Linked DNA regions of Sus scrofa: regions 2 and 3 are each linked to region 1. Evidence: chromatin contacts called from public HiChIP or PLAC-seq data. All regions are on one chromosome and are shown on one strand. The core of a region is the stretch at or near the end of the contact, and the rest is flanking DNA. Distances in the headings are between cores, read along the strand shown.

What was found. HiChIP or PLAC-seq counts read pairs in DNA pulled down with a chosen protein or histone mark.
Region 2: an H3K27ac HiChIP or PLAC-seq map of alveolar macrophages shows a contact between it and region 1. The contact joins the promoter of GSKIP here to the promoter of GLRX5 in region 1. A contact is called at or near these places in 1 of 5 promoter capture datasets (liver) and 1 of 2 datasets of contacts at active chromatin or transcription factors (alveolar macrophages).
Region 3: an H3K27ac HiChIP or PLAC-seq map of alveolar macrophages shows a contact between it and region 1, with 12 times the contacts expected there. The contact joins the promoter of PAPOLA here to the promoter of GLRX5 in region 1. A contact is called at or near these places in 1 of 5 promoter capture datasets (fetal liver) and 1 of 2 datasets of contacts at active chromatin or transcription factors (alveolar macrophages).

The regions. Positions count from the first base shown.
Region 1 is chr7:116,785,492-116,788,876 of Sscrofa11.1, reverse strand. GLRX5 (glutaredoxin-related protein 5, mitochondrial) reads right to left here and starts at 1,531. Exons shown (of 2, transcript XM_001928993.6): 1 at 1,112-1,531. The coding sequence starts at 1,397. It overlaps LOC100525590 (a long non-coding RNA gene), which reads left to right and starts at 1,777. Exons shown (of 3, transcript XR_116071.3): 1 at 1,777-1,897; 2 at 2,179-2,391.
Region 2 is chr7:117,584,979-117,588,273 of Sscrofa11.1, reverse strand. It overlaps GSKIP (GSK3B interacting protein), which reads right to left and starts at 1,467. Exons shown (of 3, transcript NM_001243496.1): 1 at 1,450-1,467. ATG2B (autophagy related 2B) reads left to right here and starts at 2,100. Exons shown (of 42, transcript NM_001190277.1): 1 at 2,100-2,261. The coding sequence starts at 2,100.
Region 3 is chr7:117,674,569-117,677,630 of Sscrofa11.1, reverse strand. PAPOLA (poly(A) polymerase alpha) reads right to left here and starts at 1,548. Exons shown (of 21, transcript XM_021099683.1): 1 at 1,015-1,548. The coding sequence starts at 1,022.

The sequences.
Region 1 (3,385 bases), core at 282-2,781:
GGAGTGTCTACGATTGACAACTTCAAAAGCAGAATTCTCCTTGTAGAACACCAGAGAACCTGGTGCCCTCAAACTCCCTCCAGAACACTGTCAAAAGCCTGATACGAGGGCGATGCTGGAACTCAGACACTGAAAGTCTAACGTAAAGGCCACCCTTCGGAGGGTACAAGCATCGTCTCCCCATTTCTCCAGCAACACCATCAACCCTAGCCAAGGGCAGACCCAGGGGTTCCGGTCTCTTCCTCTTTCTCTGCCTTCACTCAGATAAACAGAAGACTGCAGGGAAGGATCTTAGCTTGGAGTTCAACAGGAAAGACGCTAATTAGCTGCCAAGGCCCTCCACCTTGCCCCAGGGCCCAGGGAAAAGGCCCAGACCCTCCTCCATCTGCCTGGCCCTGGGCTCCTGGAGCTCCCAAACCTGAGTTAGCCGGGGCCCAAAAGTCATCCCTCCATCCCATCCCTACAAGCCTCTCCAAGCCCTAGCCCCCAGCTTTCCCCCATCTCGAGTACCTAAAAACGAATTTCCTATCTTTTTCTCCCACAACGCCAGAACCCGGCTAAGACCAGTCCAAAAGCTGTGTCAAGCCCCTCCTTGCAGCAACAACAGTGGCCGGTCCCTGACACCGCGAGCCTCGAGGCACAGCAGACCAGCCTCCGACCCCCTTGGCCTCAACCTCGGCCCTCCCTCCACCATCAACAGGACACTTATCCACGAGACAGGTCACGGCTTCAAAGTGTCTCCTTAGTGGTTCCCCCTGTATCCCTCTTTGTCCCACCTTCCCAGCTCTGCAGAGCGAGGAGTGAGGCTGCTGACCACGATACTTGGACTCAGCCCCAGAGAATGCCCCCGAATGCCTATTTCTGCTCAGAGTGAGGTTCGGGGGAACAGCTAAGTAAGGACTTACCCCACTGCCCAGGTTGGCCCAGGGCCCCAGATCCTCAAGACCCGGTTCAAGGTGATCACGCCCCCACTCCAGACCCTCCAACGCGGAGTGGAAGCCCGCGCCCTAACCCCGTTTGAACCTCCGCAGAGACCTTGGCGGAGAGACCCTCCCCCCCGCAGAGAGGCCTCGGCCTGTCGCCCCCCAGCCCCGCCCCCGCCGGCCCTGACCTTGCCGGAGCTGGGGGTCGTCCAGCACGTTGTAGGCCGCGTAGTCGCGGACGCCGTGCAGCCGCAGGATCTGCACCACGGCGTTGCTGAAGCCACACTGGGGCTGCTCTGGCGTCCCCTTGAGGAAGACCACCACCTTGTCCTTCTTCACCAGCGTGTCCAGATGCTCCGCTGAGCCGCTCCCGCCCGAGCTCGCCGCCCGCACGCCCGGGACCCACAGACCACCGCCTACGCCGCGCCCCCAGCGGAGCAGAGCCGCCGCCGCCCGGCCCAGGGACGCGCTCATCCCCGTACGCTCGCCGGAGCCCTGGACAGCTCGGGACCTGAGTTAGACAGCAGGAGCCTCGCTGGGGCCTGGCCAGCGGCGGCCCGCCCCGTCCCCCGGAGACCCTCATTGGACCGGCTCCGAATAGCTCTACGTGATTGGACAACGCTGGCCGGCAATTACTGGATTCTACCAATCATATTACTTGTCCCGCCCCGATAGCTTGGAGGAGGTCCTTAGCTTGACGCCTTACCATTGGCGGTTGGCAACCTCTCTATCAGTTGATTGGAGAGAGTGCATGTCCATCAAGGTCACGCTTGAGACTAGCAGAGGCGAAACCAGCGGGAAGACGACTTCGCCACCAAGGGCGGGCGGGCCTGCTGGGATACTCCGGGTGAGTGGGACGCACTGGGCGGGGTTTCGCCGTTCCGAGGATGTCGGGGAAGGGGGGTCACTGCCAGATGGAGGTTCCGGTTCCGGTGCAGTGTCTGGCTGGTTGCGTTGCTACGGCAGCGCGGTTGGTAGGTGCCTGGTTCTTGCCGTAAGGGTGGTAGCGGCGCTGGAGTAGGTCTGGGTCTAGGAGAGCGGCCCGGAGCGTCTGTAATGCCGCAGCCGTTCGCGGCGGGAGCGTGGACCAAGCCGGGCTCTGGCGGCCAGGCCTGCCGAGGGCTACCGCGTCCGACCTGGCCCTGTGCCTCGGAGCCTCTCGCGGTCCCGCCGCCCATGTGAGAGCGGAGGCCTGGTTTCCGCCCATGGGCCGCGATTACTTCACTAAAACAGCTTTTATTTTAAAACACTGTAGAGCGCTCTCGTCTGTGTGATCGGGGCTTCGCTGACTTTCCGGCCTACTTAAGCCCCTGGGCCTGGGCCCAGGAAGGGTTTGTTGAACCGGGAGCTAAGAAGGGAATTGGCTCGTTCGACAGACGTTTTCTGCGCAGCTGTGGCGTGCAAGGCACGGGGCCGGTGCGGGACCTCCAGAGAGACCTGTGCCCAAAGCTTGAGAAATGAGAAGCAGGTACAAAGCAATGTGGGGTGCAGAGGAGGGAAAGGCAGTTTCCTTAGACCCACTGCTTTCTCTAGTCTCCATTGTGCTTATTACACCTTGACACGTGTTTGCTAACTTGTTTGTTGACTTCTCTCCCGGACCCTCGACTTCATTCACTGCTGTATTCTCAGTACCTAGAACAGTGCTTGGAACGTGGCGGGTGCACATATTGGTGGAAAGAACGATTCCCGGGAGAGCGGGGCTCAGCGACATCGCCAAGTGATCTGTAGTCTTGGAGCCGCCCAGGGTTGGTGGTACCCTAGAGCACACCAGACTTGCAGAGAAAGCAGACTCAGAGGAAGCTGAGGCATAACTGCTCAAGAGCCAGCAGTACGATGTGCAATTTTCCTCTGATAGTTCCTGGGTACTGTTGCCACGGTGATAATGGCTGTGCCAGTGCCGTTATCTATCAACCGACAGTAAGAGCAGCTTTTTGCAGTCAGATATTGTTTAACAGATGGAGTGGTTTCTGTTGGACACTAAGTACTGCTACAAGTTACTTTTTTTAAAAATTATTTTAGGAGTTTCTGTTGTGACTAAGCGGAAACGAATCGCCCTAGCATCCATGACGACGCAGGTTTGATCCCTGGCCTTGCTCAGTGGGCTAAGGAATCCCGGTTGCCATGAGAGCTGTGGTGTAGGTCGCAGACCAGCTCGGATCTGGTGTTGCTGTGGCTGTGGTGTAGGCCAGGGGCTACAGCTAGGATTCGATCCCTAGCCTGGAACCTCCATATACTGCGGATTCGGCCCTAAAAAGACCAAAAAAAAAGAAAAAAAATTTTTTTTTTTTTGTTACTGAAATGTAGTTGATCTACAATGTTGTGTTAATTTCTGCTGTACATCAAAGTGATTCATTTATACATATATATTCTTTTCCATTATGGCTTATCACAGGATATTGAATAGAGTTGCCTGTGCTATATAGCAGGACCTTGTTGTTTATCCATTCTATGCATACTAGTTA
Region 2 (3,295 bases), core at 218-2,717, 800 kb before region 1:
TTTACATTGCTTTATTTTTTTTCTACAGCACTTATCACATGGCTTATGATATATTTGATTTTAGTCTGTGTGCCCATAAAACGTAAGCACTCCCTGAGGGCAAGGACTTGATCTGTTCACTGCAGCATCTCCAGCACCTAGAACAATCCCTGGCACATAGCAGGCAACCAATAAACACTTACTGAATAAAGGAATGGGCTTTTCACTATAGAACATAAGATCCCTGAATTTCTCTTCACCTTTTTCACATCACCAATGGTACAGATTTTCATGTAATGGATCCTTAACAAACATTTTTAAATGAATGAAGAGCAAGGAAACCGAAGGTACTGAGAATGCTTGGGCCAAGTCTACAAAGAATGAGAGGTACCAAAATTCGCAGCACTTGTATGACCCTGGAAAGCACAGTGGTTCTAAAATGAAAAGGTGGTTGAAGGAAGGGGATCCAGAGCTTTTTCCATCTGCCAACGTTTCTGGGCTGTGTTAATACTTCTAAGACGTTTGTTATCAACATACAAACGAAATCTCCTTAAACCAGTTGTCCTAATTGACTATTCTTCATTACACGGTATGCATCTGGACTCGTTTACATTCGTTCTCTAGTTAACCGGTTTAGGATTCCTAATAATCTTTGGAGGTAAGATATTACTAACATGCCTACAGTCGACAAAGACTCAGAGAGGGTAGTGGCCAGTTGAAGGTGTCTCGGCTAATAAGTGCCAGGAGCTGGAGTCTAACCCAGGGCACCTGGCTTCCGGGTTATGGAACACCGGCACTCAGGCCTTCTCGGGGTTGACCAAGTGCAAAGCCGGCTCCGCCTCTGCAGGAGTTGCCTCGTAAAAGGCAGAAATCCGACTGCGCAGATTCCCAGAACAGCACAGGTACCTTGCCCAGGTTTCCCCGGGGTCGGAAGGCTTTGGCATCGATCACAGAAAGCAGTTCTGCCCACCAATGCCTCGAAGACTCGAAGTTTCCCGTCGCTGGCGCAGCACACCCAGGATGGATAAAGCGCTTTGGAAACTGCAAAGCCGCTAGCTAGAGAGCAGCGAAAATGAAGCTTTGGAAAACAGTATCTAAATGAGGCGGGCGACGAATAACTTACCGACAATGGGCACCGGTCAATACTGGGGGTAGGGGAATGTTAGGGAGTGTGTGTGTGTGTGTGTGTGTGTGTGTGTGTGTGTGTGTGGAGGGGGTGAGCCAGACGGGCTGCAGCCCTTCAGGTGGAGCTCGCGGCGTCCCGAGCGCCCGTTTCGGGGTCCTGGTCTAAGGTGACAGGGACGGCCGAGGCTGGAGCCGCTCCCAGACCCCTCTTTGCACGGGGGCCTCTTCCGCCCTAGCCCCTCACGGCCCAACCCGCTGCGCCGCGTCCCGCTCAGAAAGCCCTGGGTCCGCCCCCGAACCCCCCTCGGCCTCCCGCCGCCCATCGCCAGCCCCGCGGCTGCTCACCTGTGCTCGCCCCGCGCCTTCCTCTTCTTCCCTCCGGAGGCTTCGGGAACCGACCTGCGGCGCCGCCCCCTCGCTCCCCACTCTCGCCCCGCCCCCTCGGAGCCGGAACTGCTCCCTTCCGGTCTCCTTTCCCCGCCTCTTTCGGACCCCCCCCCCCAGTGTGGCGTCACTTCCGTCTGCGCCCGGCCCAGGACTGGGAATCCAAGTCTCGCGAACGCGCCAGGGGCGTCCCGCAGCCGGGAGCGCGCCCCGCGGATGACAACAAATTCGTCGCGCGGCAGCGGTGGAGGAGTCCGTCTCAGCCCCGGTCGCAGGCGGTGCTGCCGCCTCGTGCGGTGTCTTGCACCCTCTTTCTGTGCCGACCAGGAACCCCTTGGAAGCCCCCAGGCTTGGGGCCGCTGGGACTCCGCACCTTGCCCGCGCCAGGCCTAGCGCGAGCGGCGCGGCGCTGGTGATGGGGTCGCCCTGAGGGACGCCCAGCGCTGAGCGGGCATGGAGGGCCCTCCCCGGGCCTAGGCCCCGCTGCAGCCTGGGCACACTGGCCGGGATCTGAGGCGCCGTCACCGCCGCCGCCGCCGCCTGGAGCGGGAGCCTGGCCCCGAGGCCGGAGCCGCCTGCAGCCCCCGTCAGCCCATCTGCCAGCCCTCATCATGCCTTGGCCGTTTTCAGAGTCCATCAAGAAGAGAGCCTGTAGGTACCTCCTGCAGAGGTACCTGGGCCACTTTCTGCAGGAGAAACTGAGCCTGGAGCAGCTCAGCTTGGACCTGTACCAGGGCACCGGGTCCCTCGCCCAGGTCCCCTTGGACAAATGGGTAAGAGCTGCCGGCGGCCAGCCTGGCGGAACTCACTCTACTCTTAAGGGCGCTTTGACCTAGTGTCATCCAGGATTGGTGACGTTCAGTCCCTCCCTGGGAATTGTTTGGCTCTAAGTGGGGCAGGACCCCAGAGAAATGTGTTCAAATGTTGTTTAATCTGTTTCTAGCAAGTTTGCGCTCCCAAATCACGTGCTCCAGAAACTTAACAGAGGTGATGGAGTCTACACTGTGGGAATCAGTGGTGTCTGGTTTTTTTTTTTGGTGGAGGGGAGGGCCGGGGGAGGTCTGCGGAAGGTGACCAGTGCTTCCCATGGGGATAGGAAGGGTTGCGGGGTGCTGTGCAAACAAACTCTGTTTCGTGGGCTGGGACTGCAGAAAGATTAAGGATGAGGAGGATCTTTGGGGATGTCAGCATGCCTAAATATTTCTTTATTTAGGGTTGATTCCTTGCACACTGCGGCCCCCCGGGCAGCGTTTGCGATGTGGAGGAAAGTTAGGTGAAGCCCTCCTCTGCCGGTTGCCTGCTTTTGCTTGATGATACGTTTATAAGGCCAGTCGGTGAATAGTTGCGTGGCTTTAATAGTGCTGTCTGGTGGTGCCTGTTTGCTTCACGTGACCGATCGTAAAAGCAGGTGTTGCAAAAGCGCTGACGCTGCAGCTTTCGGACATTTAAAAACCCGTTTTCCGCGCCTCATCCAGAGGTGGTGAATTGACTCCTTGTGTGAACAGGCGCTCATGTCTAGTTGCGCCTGCATCTGTATGTTTTCAGTGTAGAGTATTTTACTTCATGTGTACTCAGCCTTGAATGGCAAGAATGGAGTGGCTCTCTCCCACTCCCCCCCAATTTTTGATTCATTCCACTAGAGTTTGCTGCGTACAGTTTGAATTGGTTGTACCAGTCTAGAGTTTTACTATCCTAAAAGCCTTCCAACACAGTTTACATTTAGGAAATCATCAACTTAGGTGACCTTCCTGTGGTGGTTGAGCAAAACAAACGGAAACTTTTTTCCTTGATTGAAGCTGTGTGAAAA
Region 3 (3,062 bases), core at 299-2,798, 890 kb before region 1:
TAAAACGTCAAGGATGAATTCATGCTTCGTTTTGGGGCTACAAAGAAGAGAACTCGACCCCTCATCTCTTACACGTGAATCCTCAAACACGGAAGAAATGCAGTCTCACTATTCAGGCCTCTACGCTGCCGTATAAACGCAGGAAAAAAAAGACTGTAATCTTTCCATCCCAACAATGAGTTCTCACATTACATCCCGTTCTCTGAGAGGAAAAAAGAAAACTTTTTAAAGACCCTACAAGGGAAAGAAAGTATAAATGTAGGCCTAGTGAGATTAGAAGACATAGCTGGACTAGCTTTCAGTGCACAATCAGAAAAACACAAAGTACCACTCGATAGAGGAGGAAGCAGGATGATATCCGGCTACCCTATGAAAACAAAATAGGGAGAGCAAGTCGTAATTGCAACGCCTTTCGAGGGGGCACCCTGGAAAGTGCCCCTTTCCCGACGGCTGAAAAGCCAGGGAGTGGGGGACTGGGGCGGGGGAGGAATTCAAACCGTGGGACTCAACGCTCAAAATTGGGTTTTTAACTAGTGCTCATCAAGCTCAGACGTGGAAGTGGATTAACAGCGGCGCACGATGTAGGCACCTTGGAAACGGGAAACGCAGGCCGGGAACACAGGCAGAGAATTGGGCCGGAGAGGCTCCGGGGGGCGAGCCCGCCGCGCATGCAGACCCCGCGAGGAGCAGGGCCTTCCTCCCCGACACTGGGGGTTTTTTACCCCCTTCCTTTTAGCGGAGAAGTGGGAGCAGCAGCGTTGGAGGTGCCTCCGGCCCTTCCGGAAGAGGAAAGCCCCCGGCCCGACGGCCGCCGAAGCCAGGAAGGGGTGGGGGGAAGCGGGAACCGAGCAGAAGGGGAAGTGCGGCGGCGAGCAGGAAAGGAAACAGGAAGAGCCCCAGTCCCGCCTGCCTCCCCCACGGGGCGAGGGCCCGGCTCGCGCGCCCCCTCCCCCTCCCCTGACGCCCCCCGGGCCCCGCCGGCGTGCGAGAGAAAACAGAATACAAATCACTTACAACGGCATCGTCTCCTGCGCCGGCACCGCCCAGTCACTTCCCCCCCGCAACCGCCGCCGCTGCCGCCCTGGGCATGATCCACTGAGGCGGGAGGGAGGGGGGGCCTGCCTCAGCCCTGGGTCCAACCCCACTCCCGCACCCGCTCCCGCCGCTTTAAGCGCTTCTCCTCCTTCCCCTTCGTCCTAACATGGCGCCCGAGCGCTACCACAGCAACGTTCTAGAACCGCTGACGCCGCCACGCACGCCGTGCGTGCGCCTGCGCAACAGCGGCCCGCCGCCGCGAAGCCCCACGGGAAAGGTAGTTCCCGCGCCGGCCGGCGCTCTGGCGATTTACGCCCCAATCCTGTCGGCTTCCTTGGCGGTGTCAGGGAGCGGTGGAAGCGGTGCGGAACCCTCCCGGCGGCGGGGCGTCGCTCGAGTCGGACCGCTGTCGTCGCCCACGGGGGCGATGCGCATGGACGGCGCGAGGGAGAGCCCAGAGAGGCGCCGCTTCCGGCGCCTTGTGAGGTCCGGCCGTTCTCGCCGCCCGGGGTCGCGGCGGCTGCGCTGTCCCTCGGGCGGCGTCGGCTGAGGCTCTTGGAGGAGATCGAGGCGCCCACGCGTGCCCCCGAGAGGTGCCCGCCGAGCGCGAGGCTCAGGACAGGGCCACTTGGGTTGTAACAAACTACTCATCCGCTTTGTACTTGTCTGCAAAGTGAGAGTTATGCTTGCTTCCGAGGGCAGTGGCACCTCTTTAATGCTGTAATGCAAGAGGGGTGGGTGCTTGGCACAGCCGGGGACAGAGGGCGCAGGGATGTTACTGCGACTCCCTCCTATTCCACTGGATTCGGTTCCCCCTACCCGGAACTTTGGAGCTTTTCTGTCCACCGATATGTACGCAGGCTCTCAGGAAATATCTGTTGAATGAGTAGTACTCTGAGGACAGAGGATTCGGGAACAAGAGCTAATTTTATCTCTGTAACTGTTGGTGCACTGGAACTCACTGATAAAGCTGTCATTCAATGGAAGCCGAGACAGCAGTGATCCTTGGGATTTTAGCCAAGGCCCTTTCGCTGGTAGTTTCCCAGAGGTGTTTGGTAGCTCTTTCTAGCCCTGGGGTGGGATCTGGGAGTTTCCTCCCCACCTCCAGCAGAAGTTTGATAAAGAGTGCCTGAGACAGACTTGACTCTGACATTCCTTACTTTTTCGAATTTAGGAAGCGTTCCAAAGTGTCACAAAGAAGGTTGATGGCGGGGAGGGAAGGAATCAAACAAAGGAAAGTTCTGAATTCTTTATATCACTATGCATTTGTACATCCTCAGGAATCCTGTTTGACAAAGGATTTCCCTGTTTTCACTGCTATCTAGTGGGACTAGCCTTCTAAAGGCTCTGTCAGTGGGAAGAGCATGGGCACTAAACCCGAATTGTCCAGGAGGGTAGCCACATGTGTCTTTTGAGCACTTGAGATGACGCTAGTCCGTTTAAGATGTGCTGTGAGTATAAATTACACACGGATTTCAGAGATCTTAGTATGAACAAAAGAATGTGAAAAACCTGACAATTTTTTATATTGTGTTTTTATAATTATTGCATTGTAGAAAATATGACAGTTTTTCCTGTTTTTGCTTTTCAACGTGTGGCTACTAGAAAAATTTGAATTATATATGTGGCGCTCGTTTCTATTAAACGGCAATGATCTAGAGACAGACGTGTTTGATTCTCAATTCTATTTATTCCTTTACCCTCTTGTCATCAAGGTGGCTTTAGTTGGGGGCCCAGTGGTAGACCTGACCTTAAAATTTTGAACATCTTGGAGTTCTCATCGTGGTGCAGCGGAACCAAATCTGACTAGGAACCATGAGGTTGCAGGTTTGATCCCTGGCCTTGCTCAGTGGGTTAAGGATCTGGCGTTGCCATGAGCTGTGTGGTGTAGGTCATAGACTTGGTTCAGATCTGGCATTACTGTGGCTGTGGCTGTCAGCTGCAGCTCTGATTCAAGCCCTAGCCTGGGAACCTCCATATGCCTTGGGTGCAGCCCTAAAAAAGCAAAAAAAAAAAAAAAAAAAAAA